Linked DNA regions of Gossypium hirsutum: region 1 is linked to region 2. Evidence: chromatin contacts called from public Hi-C data. All regions are on one chromosome and are shown on one strand. The core of a region is the stretch at or near the end of the contact, and the rest is flanking DNA. Distances in the headings are between cores, read along the strand shown. Region 1 has its middle 13 kb from the start of LOC121212291. Region 2 holds the start of LOC107893801 (truncated transcription factor CAULIFLOWER A-like).

Region 1 (4,816 bases), core at 1,294-3,793, 890 kb before region 2:
TTAAATTTAAATTTGATAAAAATAATAAGAAATAAAAAAAAATCCTTACATCAGTTAACCCTTGCCAATTAAAAAAATCAAAATTATTCTTTATTCACCTCATGGAGAAATAAATTTGTCAAGTTGAAGCAAAAAGAAAAGCTTTTGGGCTTCAAATTCTTTGTGCACTAAATACAGCCCAAAGTTGTCATGATTGGTTTCAGCCTTAAGGTTCTCTCCCCAATGATGATATGAAATTGATGTTTAATCTAATTCTAATTATTCTTAATAAATGGCATTCAACCTACAAAAGAATTGGAATCACAACACCTTTCTTCCCTATGCCTTAAGAGCATGGGTTTGATTTGATAATGGTTTTGGTTGGTGCCCATTATTTTGGATGAGTGGCATACAAATTTTATTTATGCTACTAAATCAAGGAACTAAGGGCATAAAATTCCAGCAAATCCACCATTGTCCCTTTCACATACGAAGGAATATACCATATAAACTTCTCATATCCAATCTTTTTTCTTGGGTCCTCTTTTTTGACCTTCTAAATCACAAACATGTTGTGGGTTTTTGAAAAAGTTAAACAAAGGTTTAGGAAAAGACATGTATTATTGCCCTTTAAGACTAGCACCATTCAAAGCATTGTTCTTTCATTTCCATCTTTTCTGGCTACAATTTGTATTCATGCATTACCAAAGAATTTTATTTTTTTCAATTTTATAAGCAGAATTAAAGATATCTTAAGCAGAATCAAGCTTTTAAAATTATAAAATTTTATGTTATCTTAAAAATTTATAATTCAATTTTAATCTACCATATAAATTTAAGGGTATTTATTATCATACGAATCCCATTGTAATATATATATGTGTGTCTATTCCTTGAAAAACTTAAAATACAAATTACATAGGCAAAAGGGTTTTATTAATTAGAGTATCTAGTATTGCATGTGATATGCTTTATGCTTTACCTTTTTAAGGAAAGAAAAAGTACCCCTTGACCACAAAAGCTAAATAGAAATGATCCATGGCTACAAATTAGTGCCCTCTGGCTATACATATGTATGGGGATTGATATAAATGCATAGGGTGGTATTTTGGTTCTTAGATTAGAAATTAAGCCGCTCTAAGTAGCATCCAAAGGAGAAAAGTTTATTTATTTTTAATGTGGTTAGGCATAATGGATAATTATTTAATATATTAGCGGTAGAGTTTTTTAACTTTATAAACGAGATTAAAAAGACGATACATCTCTTTAATTAATTCTTAAAATATAAAAAATAGATAAGTAGAACATCTAATGCAAGGCCATTCATGATTCAAACCTTACATATTACTATTTGATAATATTTCATTATTAATTCTGAATAGTGTTTCAAACTGTCGATTTTCATCTAAGTAGCATCACATGTTGTAGTCGAATTCTTTGCTTGTTATGGTATACGTTATAAGTAAGACAATGGATTGAATATTTGCGATTATTTTTTTTGTAAAATCTTATTTCGAATTCATAAATTTAATTTAAAATTTAAATTTATTTATTATTTGCATCAAATTCGAGTAAAATTAAATAAAATTCATGTCAAAGTTGCTAATCTCATTTAGTAATTGTAAAAAAAAATTTAAAATAAAAATTTAAATAGTGAATTTGAATATCTAAATATATTATTTGTAAAAATAAAGTAGATTTGAATATTTATTATTTAAATCCACATTTGTCATATGTAAAAATGTAAAACTTATTAGAATATAGATATCCAAGAGTTAATATATGCCTTTGCTCCGAATTAGCTGATGATAATAATTAGAATATTTAAACTAAAATATTATCCCAATCAATTCACACACATAAATAGATACATGCAAAAGAAATCTATTAAGAAAAGAAAAAGAAAAAAGCGGAATAATTTTACAAGTATTATTAATATTATTATTAGCATCATCATTTATTTTTCATCAATAATAAAGACATTTGATAGCATCCTATGACACCATCCTAAACGCGTTTTTAGAGTTTTTTTTATTCCACTAATAATATAGGAGAAAATAAAGATACTTGAAAAATAATTTTTCAAGTACATAAAAATTATCAATAACTCTTATATAATTTCTTGAAAAATAAATTTTCATGTAAAATATTTAATTTTATATTATAAAATAAAATATTATTGTTTTTTTAACTTTTAACTTATGATTGAAATGGATATTTGGTTACCCTAAGGAGAGAAAAACCAAATAGTAGTAGTTGAATCCAATGGTGTGAAGTTTTGAACAGAAAAACTATGTATTTATGATTAACCAAGTACAAATTTCCTGATTTTAAACAATTATGATTGTGAAATTGGAAAATAAGAAAGAAAGGCATAAAAGGGAATAAATAGAAATTTAAGAAAAAGCTGTGATGTAGAAGATATGAACCCTAATTCAAAGATAGATGGGTTCATAGTTGTGTAGTCGACACGTGTAGTAGTAGCTGCAAGAGTCCAGGTTGTTGGGACAGAACTGTGGACATTCATATCCTGTAAGACAAGTTCTAAACCCAAGAAGAAAAGAAGAGTTCGATCGACTGTCCTAACCCAATCACACCTCGACACGTTTCCTTATCCCCTGCTTCACTGTCTCCTTGATTGTGATTGCAATTGCCTGCTTTCTTTTCCCTTTAAATTGTTTAATTATCAGGTGAAACTTGAAAGTTGAAACTCGTGCTTCTTTTTTCATTTTTAATTTTTTCGAAAAATTAAATGGATTCTTGAGGCAAAAATTAAATGAGGTATATTCATACATTATATTAAGTTGATTAATTAATTAAAATTTTTTTTTATTGAATCATAAAATTATTATAAGAAGTTTTTATATTTTTATATAAAATTTATAAAAAAACAATTTAAACTCGAAAGCCATAATGAGACTTGAGCTTTTAAGCTTTTCAATGTTTTAGTTTACTATTTCAACAAAAATCCATTAATCTTTTTTATATAATTTTTTATAAATGTAATTTTTTACATACAATTTCTTTTCAATCATATTATAAGCGTTACTAATTTAGTATTTATTATATATTTTTTTGATAATATAATGGGGTAGAGAGTGAGAGTATCACGGTTCGAATCTATGTCAAACGGATGTCTGATAAAAGTTTTAACCACCACCTATATAAGTCAAAGACAATATTTATTATATTTATATTTAATAACTTTTTGTACTATCAGTCCATTAAAGGAGCTAATTGCATCAAATATTACTATGCTAATATCTGGATTTTAAATGGGTTTTTAAAATTCAAACCGTTCTAATTGAGTTATTGAAATATTAGTATTGTATCAATAGATCCTTTCATCAACCTATTTATCAATTTAGATATTAAATGCCATTTCAAATATGGTGTGAAATATATTTAGGGTAAACTACACTCAATGTCATTAAATTATTAGTAAGTTGACGTTTTGGTCACTCAACTTTAAAAAAGTTAAAAATTGTCACTAAACTATTCAAAAGTTTTTATTTAAGTCACTAGACTATTAAAGTCGCTATTATATGACCTTTGTTCGCATCGCCTACACTAATCTAAAGCATCCCTTTCCTGGTTTCCCTTTCCTTCTACAGTTTAGTTATTTTCATGAAACAATTTTAAACGTCATGAATTTGCGAGTCAAAATCCAAACAGTTTTTTTCTCCGATCTCTGACACGGATTGTTAGGTCGACTTGGGTCTAAGCTATATCTTCTACTCGTCGATGGATACTAATCCACCGTACTGATCGTCGAATCATCCTTTAGAGCTTTCTAGCCAAGCTTTTTTAAAAAAACTTAGTAGTCTAGCGACTTCAATACAAGCTTTTGAATAGTTCAATGATTGAAAATGAAAATTTTCGAATAGTTTAATGACTATTTTGTAACTTTTTGAAGTTGAGTGACCAAAATGTAAACTTACTAATATTTTAGTGATCTTACGTGTAGTTTACTCGTATATTTAAAACACGTGGATTGAAATGTAAATATGTATATACCTATTGACAACTTAGATCAAACACATTTAAAAAACAAACAATTTAAATAAATTTTAAAACAATTATTTCAAACAATGTTAATAAATTTTAAAATAGTTAATTTTTAACGTGTTAGATCTAAGTTGTTTATACAAAAGATATTCACACGTTTTCAATTTGATCAATATATTTTAGATATATTCAATTTCAAATTAGAGTTGACATTCATGAGGTGTTTGGTTCACGAATGTAATATTACTTATCGTAATAAGATTATTGAAATGTAAAATTATTTTAACACATTACGGGTTTGTTACATTAGCCTTTTTGGTTAAGTTGGTTGGAATGTAAAATTTTACTATTTAATTAACATAATGTATATCTAAAAGTATATTTTACTAAATTCTCCCTATAGAATTTGGTTTTTTTCATTATTTACTACATAAAGGTTAAAACTTGTAGTATTTTATTTTACTGATGAATAAATGTGCATAGTTATCTGGTAAATAAATTCTATATCTCTTTCTCAAATTAATAATCGGAAATGGTAATAAGTAACTATGGCTTATCCTTTAATTAAAGTGGCAAGAAAAGAAAAGAAAAGAAAAAGTTTTTTTTTTTTAAGTTTTAGAACATGTTATTTGTTAAAGGACTAAAATGATAAAAAAAAGCATGGTAAATTGTTATAAAAAAAACATCCCAAAATTTAATAGACATAATGTAATATAATAAAATAAATATTAATTTCTCAACTTATAATAATAACAATAAATTAATTATAATTGAAATTAGGGATAAACATTTAATCGAATTGAATTGAGTGAAAAATTTTAAGTTTGTT
Region 2 (4,869 bases), core at 1,044-3,543:
GTAATATAAATTATATTTGTTATAAAATATTATAGAATTATTTTCTTTTGATAATTAAAATTTATTTTTGTAATAAAATAATATTTTATAATATTTTATATAGAATTAATAATGCCCAATGCCTAGTTAAAAAATAATTCGAAGTTATATATATTACATGCATAAAAGTGAATATTGGTATATTGAAGCTAAAAGGAATAAATAAATTACTAAAATATTTATGTTTTATAATATAAAATATTTATTGCTAAATATTTACAAAGTGAAATATAAATTCATTATTAAAATATTAATATAAAACATTTTTATTAGATATTAAGAATATTATTTAAAATTTAAAATTTAACATTATTATTGATGTTAAATTTTATATTAGAATAAAATTGTAATATTAAATAATTTTATTAAAATAATAATTAACATTAATGTTTATTGTACTATTATATATAAATATATGTGTTGACAATATTGCAAATTATAATATTTAAGATCAATATTTAATATTTTCAAATAATTATAAAATTAAAATTAAAAAATTATTATTAAAACAATAGTCATTTAAGTTAATTATTATATAAAAATCAATTTATTTGTAGGAGGTTTCTCTTTTAAAAAGAACATAGGTTTTTTAAAAAGTGAAGTCAATTGTTAGTTGAGTATTAGTTTGATTGATATGAACATTATTGTAAATGCATGAGGACGTAGGTTCGAGTGCGCTGAAACGCATTATCCTCTTATTTATAGGTTAGAGAGGGACTTTGGGTAGTTTTATATATTGTGTCAAAAAGAGCAAATATGATCAAAACCTCAATTTTTTATCGTTTCATTTTTTTTTCAATTTAATTATCCTAAATAAGATAATTGTGTGAATTAGTCATATTAATTGTTATTTCTTTTTAATAGGTTGCTGACTTGGTATATTAGCCCATTGTGTGATAGACACATGACATTTTTATGTTTGACTATTGACTAAAGTTTAGGGAAAAAAGTTTTGGACTAATTATAACGATCGAGGTTCGTAAGCGTTAGTAAAAAGTCAACAAAAAAGCTATGTGTCAGTCACTCAATGTATTAATGTGCCCCATCAACAATCTATTAAAATGAAACAAAAAATTTAATGGTGGTGATTAATTCACACACTTATCTTATTTAGAATGATTAAATTGAGAAAAAAATTTGGAGTGACCAAATAGACAAACCTTATTTTTGAGTGACTATAAGTGTAGTTTACCAAAAATATTTTTAAAAAATATGAAACATAATAAATCAAGGTAGTTAGTACATACTAGTAGATACATCATTTTTTCCATTAAAATTGGTGCATATTGATATGGGTTTGTTTTGATGAATTGTTTCAAATTTATTGACATTTTTAAAAATATATTTAATATATGTATATAAAATATTTATGCATCTAATGATGCAAAAATTTTAATGAAAATTTTTATCATTTATTACCATAACTGTAAAGAAATAGAAATTTTATATTTTTTAAATTATTTATGTATTACTGTGCAATGTTTTGGTTGGCATGATCAGAATTGGATGGAAAAAGCTAGTATGATTGGTATTAATAAAAATTTTAATTAATGTAAAAAAAATTAATTACATCAATTTATTATTGGAATGATGTCCATCAATCTATTAATCAATAATAAAAAAATGAAAATAAGACTAGATTACGTGTGAATTTTACCTCGTACAGTATTATTATTTTTCTATATTTTAATAATTTGAATCATTTCATAACTACATTAAAATTTGTTTCCGTACAAGATTGTTATTTTTCCAATAATAAACCTATGCATTATAATTTATTTGGGTTTAAGAGAGAAAAAGAAAATCTCCGCCGTCAGCTGTGTGAGTGTGTGACAGCGAGGGGTCTCCGTACAGCTTCTGACGGTATCTATAGGCTATATGAAGAAAACACCTTATTTTTTTTAATAAAAAGAAGAAATAAAATTGTGGTTCCAACATGAGACAGTAACGACTGAACAGTCATGTTAACCAATGAGGGACCGACAGCACATTCTTAATAAACCACTCTGGTTTTATCTACAAATCCACTCCCTTTCCCTAAAACCACTTTTTTTTTTCTTTTTCCTATTTTTTCCCTGCATTTCCATTTCTATATATGTTGTGCATGTTTTCTCAGATATACTTCACATTTAGCAAAAGAATTTTTTTTTCCAACTTGGGTATTTAACTTTACTCCATCTTCCTCCTCCTTCTTCTTCCTTTTTAGGATCTGGGTTTTTTCCCCCCAATTTTTTAAGGTTATAAAAAAAGAAAATGGGGAGAGGTAGGGTTCAGTTGAAGAGGATTGAGAACAAGATCAACAGGCAAGTTACTTTCTCCAAAAGGAGAGCTGGGTTGTTGAAAAAAGCTCATGAGATCTCCATCTTGTGTGATGCTGAGGTCGCTTTGATTGTCTTCTCCCACAAAGGGAAGCTCTTTGAATACTCCACTGATTCCTGGTATTTCCTTCCCCCTTCATTCTGTTTTCTTTTTAATTTTTTTAAAGTATTCTCCAAGGTTTTGAGAAACAAAGATAAAGTTACTTTTTTTTTTTTGGCTTTGAAACTGAAATAGATGTTTATGAAAGTGGTTTTTGAGGCACTGTCATTAGCAGTTTCTCCTGGATTTCATGCAATGGTTATAACAGGTGAAAAAAAAATTAAAGAATATTACACAGTTCAGTAAAAAGTGTGACTATAACTATATCAGTAATAGAATTTACAAGTGTTTCAGAGATGTTGAAGTAGCAAAAGAATGGAAAGCTTTGAGGGGGAAGTTTGGTCTCATCTTGCTAAAACAAGGTTATTGACCAATGGATGATGAAGAAGAAGCAATAAAAAATTTCCCCTTTTTTAAACTAAAACTTTCTCAATTAGGAGAAAATACAAAGTATCCATTCTATGGACTAAATTATTAATACCAAGTTATAAAAGAAGGGAAAAGCAACACTGAACTTTGTAATAAATTTTATATTCTGTCATCTCAAAAGGAAAAATCATGCTATCAAACATATTTTCTTCTAAAGATAGTAAAAGAAAACCTAAAAAATATGGCTATGTTTTTTCTGAAAATAAATTTGTTTTTACAATTTATTTTTTTGGTTTTGGAACAGAGCTACTATCTTTGTCATCTTCTCTCCTTTGTGTGTTTCCTTTTAGTCCTTACAAGCAACAACTGCTATACATGTATCTCCTTCTTCTTCTTCACCAGTTCTTAAGGCCTAGACCCTCTTTGGCTTTTGAGAACTCTTTGATCCAACAACTGTCCAAGGCCAAAAAGAGGTACCTTTTTGGTAGTTAGAAAATTAGGGATTTGACAATTTTTGTACAGAGGGAGTTTCCTTTTTGAACCCTAAACAAGCTAATAAACTGCTTTCTAAAATTTACATATTCCAATGGGCTCTTCTTTTAGCTGATTTGGTTACATATATGTCACCAATAGCCAGTTACTGGTTCAAGTGAGAAAAAGAATAAAGGAAAAATTATTTATAAGCCTTGATAACTAGGAAAAGAAAACTCTGCAATTTGTGATTCAAGTTCTTCAGTTATATATTATAGATATGGTGTCTGTCTATTTATGGTAATTATCTGAATTTAAATTAATTGATATTTGATGCATATATCCTTTTTTTTCATTATTTTGATTGAGAATAGTTATTTTTTTAAATAAATTAAAATAAAAATATCAAAGCTAAAAATGAAATGAAGGAAAATTGAACACTTTGGATTAGGCTTTATGATTTTATATGCTCTGGATTTATGGTGTGTTTAATAAAAAATCAAATTTTTTTAGTAAATTGAAAAGGGAATTTTTTTTATATTTTATTTTTAAAAAAATGTTTTGAGAATTTTCAATTAAAAAATGTTGAATAATATAAGTAGATAGATAACTTATTTATCACTTCGGTGCTATTGGATAAAATGAAAAGTTAAGTATTGGAAATTTAAGAATTAATTTTATGTTATAAAATTTGTTTGATATAGCACTTAACATTAATTATGGAATATAATTAAATAGTTTGATAATTACATGTTTAAAATTATAAAAAAAATTATATATTACATTTTATCCTTAATTTAAAACATTTCACCTTATTTCAAACTAAAGTGAAATTTTAAATTTAAAGTTTTTATAGGATAATATAATATTAAAATAAATGAATAAAATAGAATTAATTGAAAATATTCTATTTTTAAATAATAAATAGCTCTTATTTACTTATCATTTTCTACATTTTTTTATTTCAGATTATTAGACATGTGTACATAATTAAATTATTGAAAATATTAATTTTCATTTAATTTAATATTTCTAATAGATTATCAAATAAGGCCTTACTAAAAATGTTAAGTTGATTTTATTTTTAAAAAACTTATATTTTAAATAAATTATCAAACTAATAGCTTTTCCAAATAAAAAAATATCAAGCTAATATAAAAAATTTTTATTAATAAGATTTAAATTATATACCAAAAAATAAGATTAAATATGAAAAAATAATTTTGAAAAATCAAAATTTTCTATTTAAAAAAATAAATCTATTTATTAATTAATTTTTACTAATAATCCAAATAATTTCATAATAAATTTAGAGGTAGTTGATTTTTCAAATTATCCAACATTGCATAAATTAAAAATTTACCTACTTAAATATTTAAAATCCAAAACCCTAATTTTGAATGAGTTCATATACGGCATCTATATACAGAAAGAAAAATGGGGGAGGGAGGGTGGCGGTTCAAAGCAAGCTTGAATTGATTCTGTTATGACTCCTCCAAGTTCCTTTGATCTTTCAAGTATTTTATCACCTAAAAAGTAACGTAATTAATTGTGATCCAAAAAAATTATAAT

Evidence for each region. Hi-C and Micro-C count contacts between places; a contact is called where the count stands out from the background.
Region 1: a contact with region 2 is called in a Hi-C map of leaf, with 2.4 times the contacts expected there. The contact joins the enhancer-like site here to the promoter of LOC107893801 in region 2. A contact is called at or near these places in 2 of 34 Hi-C or Micro-C datasets (both in leaf).

Annotation. Positions count from the first base shown.
Region 1 is chrA13:28,394,103-28,398,918 of Gossypium_hirsutum_v2.1, reverse strand. No RefSeq gene overlaps it. Among protein-coding and RNA genes, the nearest start is that of LOC121212291, 13 kb to the right of the region's middle. Within about 2 kb of position 2,543, at least 2 of the 9 cell types and tissues checked have an H3K27ac peak or open chromatin away from gene starts, as enhancers often do. A contact at or near this core is called in leaf, where this site is marked.
Region 2 is chrA13:27,504,924-27,509,792 of Gossypium_hirsutum_v2.1, reverse strand. It overlaps LOC107893801 (truncated transcription factor CAULIFLOWER A-like), which reads left to right and starts at 2,293. Exons shown (of 9, transcript NM_001326817.1): 1 at 2,293-2,477. The coding sequence starts at 2,293.